Regions from separate parts of the Mus musculus genome. Here region 1 is linked to region 2. Evidence: chromatin contacts called from public ChIA-PET data. All regions are on one chromosome and are shown on one strand. The core of a region is the stretch at or near the end of the contact, and the rest is flanking DNA. Distances in the headings are between cores, read along the strand shown.

Region 1 (3,257 bases), core at 748-3,247, 140 kb before region 2:
AAATGTAGTTTGAGTTTGATACTGTAACAGTAGAGGAGGCAGCACAGAAGAGTATCTCCTAAGCAACTCAACAAATGAGCCTGAGGTAGGCTGCTATAATTATAAAGGTTAAGCCCAAATTTTTGAACAATTCACAGTCACTTATTTGAACCAATAAAAGCCTTGCCTCTTAGCATCAATCACAGTTATCCAGGCTTGTGTGTTGGATGAATGACAGTGTTGCCTGTTAGCATGGTTTATAATAGTTCCTATACCAGGATAACTGTTCCCAAGGTAGAAGTAATTGCAGGGTCATTGAGAGTTCACTGATATTTGTGATAACTGAAAGTCTGGTACAAATTGTTTTGGTTAATCCTCTCCAGGGATGTGCCTTCAGAAGCCAGGATATTTGGCTGAAATATTTCCATGGTTTCCTTAAAATCTTAGTGCAGAGTTCAACATGGCTGTGGCTGGCCATGAGGGTGGTCTACTTGGCTGTTAAACTGATGATCATTTTCTTCAAAGCATCAAGAGAGTCAAATAGTGGATAACTAGGAAATCAAATTGCCCCATCGGGTGTCTTTTCTTATTTATAGGGAAATGAACCAGCAGAAGAAGCACTTACAACATTAAATTTCATTTTATTTTATTATTCTTATTTTATTTGAAGCCACACAGACAATTTTATTAGAGCTTAGAAGAGGAAAAATCCCAAGAAAGGGAAGCTGCTTTATGTTTTATCATCAACCCAGAGGAGATTGGGGAACAGCTGTGTCATGTAAGCTGGCCACAGAGCCACAGGGCATGCAAGGAAGATTTGGAGACTGAATAAGAAAGGCTGAATATTTCTGGGAAAGATTAGAGTGTCAAGAAAGGCAGGCTTTGAGAAGAGAGAACAAAAATAGTTATCCTTTTCCGAATAATCTGGAAAAGCAGGAAGACTTAGAACTCTATATATGCTTGCAGCTTATAAACTTTTACCTACAATATAACTTTAAACAAACTTATTGTAACACTGCTGGATTTGGCAGAGTTTAGCAGTGCTTTAACAATAATTTTAAATTTTTCCAGTGACCAGGAAAGGTGGCTGTACCTTGGCTGTCTCAAAATAATGTGTAGAATTTAAAATGTGGTTGGAAAAGTGTCTGCAGGGAATTTCTTTTCAGTACATTGAAGATTTTTGAAGCTCAGATGTAGGGGAGTCATCAGACCATTGTGAAAAGGAAGAACATAATGCAGTTGATTCTGTTCAGGTTACAGTAATTGAACACCTTTTAGGGTCAGAAGGGATAGCTCTGATGCTAAGGTGGCTGACAAGGGTGCACCAGAGCCAGATAGTGGCAGCCTCAGATCTAAGCAGGTGACCAGGGCTACATGCATGTGAGCATGTGTGCGTGTGTGCATGTGTATGTGTGAATCTGTGCATGTGTGTGTGTGCATGTGTGCATGTGTGTGTGTACATGTGTGTGAACTAATCCAGCAGTTCTTTTGTCTTTCGACAAGCTCAGCAAAGACTACAAGAATCCATATGTATTGCTTGTGTGCTCTGCAGTACAGGGGATGATATTTTAATTTGGAATGAGTGAATTGAATAAGTGCACAGCAAACAAAAGTTAAAAAATACATATCCAGTAGATAGAAGCATCAGGCAGACACCAAAAACATCATCAACTATGTGCCTATGGCATCCATTAGATATGACTGTAATCGCTTGGATATGAGAGCAAACAAATATAACATCAATCGTGAGTTTACAACATTTAGCAGATGACTGGACAGAAGAGGCTGTTCACTGGAGTCCCCCATTGAGTTGTCTCTTCACAGATGAACTTCCTGTTTCCATGGCAGACATTTTGGCCTCACAGGATAAGCAGCTGTGACTTATGTTATCGTACTTCTTTGCTTATCTCTAGAGCATATGTTTTAACTCTTGGGCTATGTGCTGTTTTTTAACCTCTCTTTAACTGAGTTAAGAGTCCAGGTCACCCCTGGATAGGGAATCTTGAAGGACACTTTGAGAGGGAAATGCCTGGGTCTAAGATGGGGGAACCTGACCTCATGCCAGACTTCACCTCACAGTGAATTTAAAAGGGTATGACAACTCACCAATGTTTTGTGCATTATGATACGTTGCATGGTTTTTCGTAGACCCTTGCTTACTTCAGTTCTGTCATTGGTCTTGGAAGAATCTGCATTCACTCCTTTAGGTGGTATGTGTGATAGCTGCTATACAAGAATGTGTTTAAACACAAAAGCCAACTTGAGTTCAAATTCCAGGACTTTTGTTTACTAACTATAAGACTTAGGAGAAATGTCTCCAGCCCTTAGTTTGACTTATTTAAGCTTGGTCTGGTCTACAAAGTGAGTCTCAGAACAGTCAAGACTACACAATGAGACCCTTCCTCAGAAAACCAAAAACTGTTAACAAAAGGAAAGAAGAAAAAAAATATGTGTTACAATGTATATGTTTAGTAAGATGTATCTATATGCCATTCTACACACTAGAAAAATCCTGGGGTTAAAACAATAAAACTAATGGAAAAATAGTGAAGTTGGTAAAGACATATAGCAAGCAAAACAGGGCTGAACTCAACTCCACAAAATCCATGGAAAAATTCAGGCATGGTGGTGCATGCTTGTAACCCTAGCATTGCAGAATCACAGATAGGCAGGTCACCAGTGGTTGCTGACCCAACCTGACTCAGAGAGTTCTATCCAATAAGAGATCCTGTCTTAAAACATAAGATACATGGCTCCTGGATAACTACTGGGTAATTACTCCCAAGATTGAACTTTGGCCTCTGTAACTGTGTGCACACGTTAACATGCCTGAACATGCACCTACATGAACACACACACACACACATGCACACACACACCTTTTGGGAAGCTTACACATTATCTGAAATAAGGGAAATGTATGGGTAAATATAAATTCATCTGAATTGAAATAGTATTAGTTGCTACATACAAAGATGACCCAATGTCCAGGAACATAGAGTGAAATGGGAGTGCTATTGTAGGCCACAAAAATCTGTTAGGAATGCAAAAGCATGGCATAAACTCTGAAGAGATTCATATAATATCCGAAGCACACATGCCAGGGCAAGAAAAATAAAAGGACTAATATTCTAGGATAAAAATGTGCTTATAATTAATATCTAAGGTATAGTGAAAATGGCAGTAATATATAGTATAAATCAATCAAGACATACATTGATTGGCTAGTAAAATGTTTTACAGTATTTAGCCATTGATGGAAGGGCCAATATTATACC
Region 2 (3,036 bases), core at 58-2,557:
CTTTACAAAACTAGGCTTGCTGTTGACATGCAATTTATCTACTGCCTCTTCTCACAAGAATATTAAAGATTAAATATATCATCTTAGAATTATAATGTCACAGTGTGAGTCCAATGATGATTTACAAATCTATAGTTTATAGCTTTAGATGTTATCTCTTGTAAAGCAATGCCCTAGTGGTTGCTTGTGAAGAAACATAAGACATAATTTTGCTGAGGTCTTGTTTGACTTGGCATGAATATACTTATCTTACTAACCTTGGCCTTTCTTAACCCCAGCCACTGTTATTTACCAACTAGGTCCTCCAAGCTGTGGATTTTAGTTCTGGAAGGCTAACATCAGGGCAGTTCTGCTGAACAATAGTGCCTATTTACTGATCACTCTCTCTGTGTATGGTTCTCTGCCAAGTTATGTGAGAGACAGACATAAGTAATCATGAAACTCTCCAGAGATGTATTATCTAATGGGGCAGTTAGTAGCTGTCAATCTAGAGTTGAGTACCCTTGGTGTAGAATGACTGACTTTAAATGCATTGTTTTCCTTCACAGACAGGCATCAGGACATGCTGCCCTTGTTAGGAATGTACTGGTTCATCCAACATCTTCTTCTCCTGTGTGTCTGGTTTTTATCCCTGACACATATGACTCAAATAGTCTGTTCAGTGCTGTCATTTAGAAGGTGATAGAATGGGTTTGAACTCAGGTCTCACTTTAGATTCTGCATTCTTCATACGAAGACTATTATTTGCTAGTAGTTCTCACAGGTAATAATCAACATTTATAAAAATGTGACTAGGAGAATGTAAACTTCCATAATTTATATATGAAAGCTATGTAAAACAAGAAATTACTAAAACTTACTAGAGAGTTCAGCAAGTTTACTAGAGAGTAAGTTTATGATATTTTTCAACAGTAAATTATCACTAGCTAGCATAATACATTAGTACAGATCATACAACATCTCCCAGCAGAGACACAACAATTCTCCATGACAAATTGTGGTTTGAAGACTGAATAGATAACACAGAACAACAACAACAACAACAAAAAAACCTGTCAGTACATTCTTAGTAATGAGGGAAAAAAAAAAAAAGCTAATGTCAAGCTCCAAAGGGAGTAAAGATAAATGAGACCCTTCAAAATTGGAGAACTGTATGCTTAAAAAGGTATAGTAAATATTGAATTTAATACAGAAATGTGAAGAAATATTCTTGGAAGCTAATGAGGATAGAACATTGTTTCAACCTTAAAGGAAGTGCTGAAGACAACGATAAGAGCATGTTTAGACAGGATACTTATGGTCTGCCAGATAGTGCAAAAAGGAGAGTGCTGTTAGCAAAAGTGTCAAGGAGGAAGTTAGATAACTGAGCTATTGTGGGTTAGAATAAGGAGAATTACTCTGGAACACTGGTTGGTTCTGACCCTTAAGCTCTCTATTTGCAAACAGTAGATTGAATTCATAGCAGTGTGATAGCATTTTGAATCATAGTATTGATGCTGTAGGATGGCTAATTATAAGCTGTAAAACAGCAATTCAAAAATCTACTAATAAGTACACCTTTATATATAGTCAATTCATGTAGAGTTGCAAGACTAACCATCACAATCCTACTTAATTGGAACAAGTTGCCTTCATCTCGGAACTAAAGTTTGTGTGGGCAGCTAGCATAATGCTCACATATTCTTGGTAGCTAAGTAAACTCTAGTAGATAACTAATGTGTGTTGGGGAGAGGGTGTTGCATGTAGCTTTCCCTACCTTGCCTAAGGTCTGGGAATGGACTGTGTTACCAGACCCCACCCAGTTTTCCTTGAATCCATGGATAAAATACATATACGCTGCTCATTTTCAACTTGCCTTTTGGCACAATTGCTGGGTACTATTATCTTCCACCTGGAAAAGTGTGCCCTTATTAATAGTCTTATCTCTGCACCTCCCACCTGCCCTAAACTTTAGTGGCTCAGATACATCTAGTCCCTAGTAAACATCCCTGACCACCCACCTGTGTGAGTGGCCATTCCTCCTGAGACCTCACATGGCTGTTTAGCTTTTCTCTCTCCAAAGCATGATGAGTTGTACCTGTCTCTTTTCCTCTAGGGACCTGGACGTCCTGTCTATTCCTCCTCCCCCGACCCCCAAGCCCCCAGCAATTGTCTCGAGGCTTCTTTACTGACAGATCAAGAACCAACTGGGGAACAGCAAAGGCCCCGGGGCAGGGGGGACAAAACACATTGTTGAACCCAAACTTTATCTCACTGTGTAAATCTATACAATGCACTTAATTTCTGTGTGTTTTCTTTTCTGAAAAAAAAAAAGAAGATGATTAGATGAAATTCTTGGGCTGCTACATCTGATATTCTGAAGAAAGAAAAGACTTGGCAATATATGCTGTGGTGGTCAACTATGACTTTATGTATGGTACTTCAACACTGAATTAGGGTCACCTCCAATATAATTTCTGTATTTCAAAGATAAGTTGTCTAAGGCCATGAAGCTACTTGAAGACAGAACTAAAATGTATATTCATGTTTCTTGGCTTCCCATCTCCTTCATAGTTCTGACAATGTTGATGAGGATCCAGATTTTATAAAAAATTCTTCAGCTTCAATGTGATAAAGCTACCATTATTTTAGTAACTTAATTGTGAACATGGTAGCCTTCATGAGAATATAATAGAAGATGGTGAATCCTCTATCATTGTTCAGAGAACAATCCACAGACAGAGATTCTGCCTTTTTAGAAACAAATTCTTGTAAGCAAATGTTAGGGGTATACTGGATGCTACTTGCCTAGAAGGCTATGGCCCGTGCTTACATGGGGATGATTTATGTTATGCTTTTACATGGCATATGAATTCTATAAAACTGTGTTGTACTTGTTATTGTTGGTGTCAATATGACAAACAATGCAGAGGGGGAAGTAGGAATAATTTTCTTTGATTCACAGTTTAGTTTAAAGTCCATGATTGGATGGCTGCAGTGTCTCTCAGCCTGTAGTGAGGCAGAAATAAGACAGAGAGCAAAGGTACAATTCAAGGT

What was found. ChIA-PET counts read pairs in DNA pulled down with a chosen protein or histone mark.
Region 1: a contact with region 2 is called in an SMC1A ChIA-PET map of the G1E-ER4 cell line, with 6 read pairs. The contact joins two enhancer-like sites. A contact is called at or near these places in 1 of 15 datasets of contacts at CTCF or cohesin (the G1E-ER4 cell line), 1 of 484 Hi-C or Micro-C datasets (nephron progenitors) and 1 of 9 other capture datasets (pancreatic islet).

What each region holds. Positions count from the first base shown.
Region 1 is chr8:82,527,946-82,531,202 of GRCm38.p6, reverse strand. No RefSeq gene overlaps it. Among named protein-coding and RNA genes, the nearest start is that of Gm25138, 120 kb to the right of the region's middle. Within about 2 kb of position 1,997, at least 2 of the 459 cell types and tissues checked have an H3K27ac peak or open chromatin away from gene starts, as enhancers often do. A contact at or near this core is called in the G1E-ER4 cell line, where this site is marked.
Region 2 is chr8:82,386,087-82,389,122 of GRCm38.p6, reverse strand. The region is part of intron 1 of Il15 (interleukin 15); the gene reads left to right. Among named protein-coding and RNA genes, the nearest start is that of Il15, 15 kb to the left of the region's middle. Within about 2 kb of position 1,307, at least 19 of the 459 cell types and tissues checked have an H3K27ac peak or open chromatin away from gene starts, as enhancers often do. A contact at or near this core is called in the G1E-ER4 cell line, where this site is marked.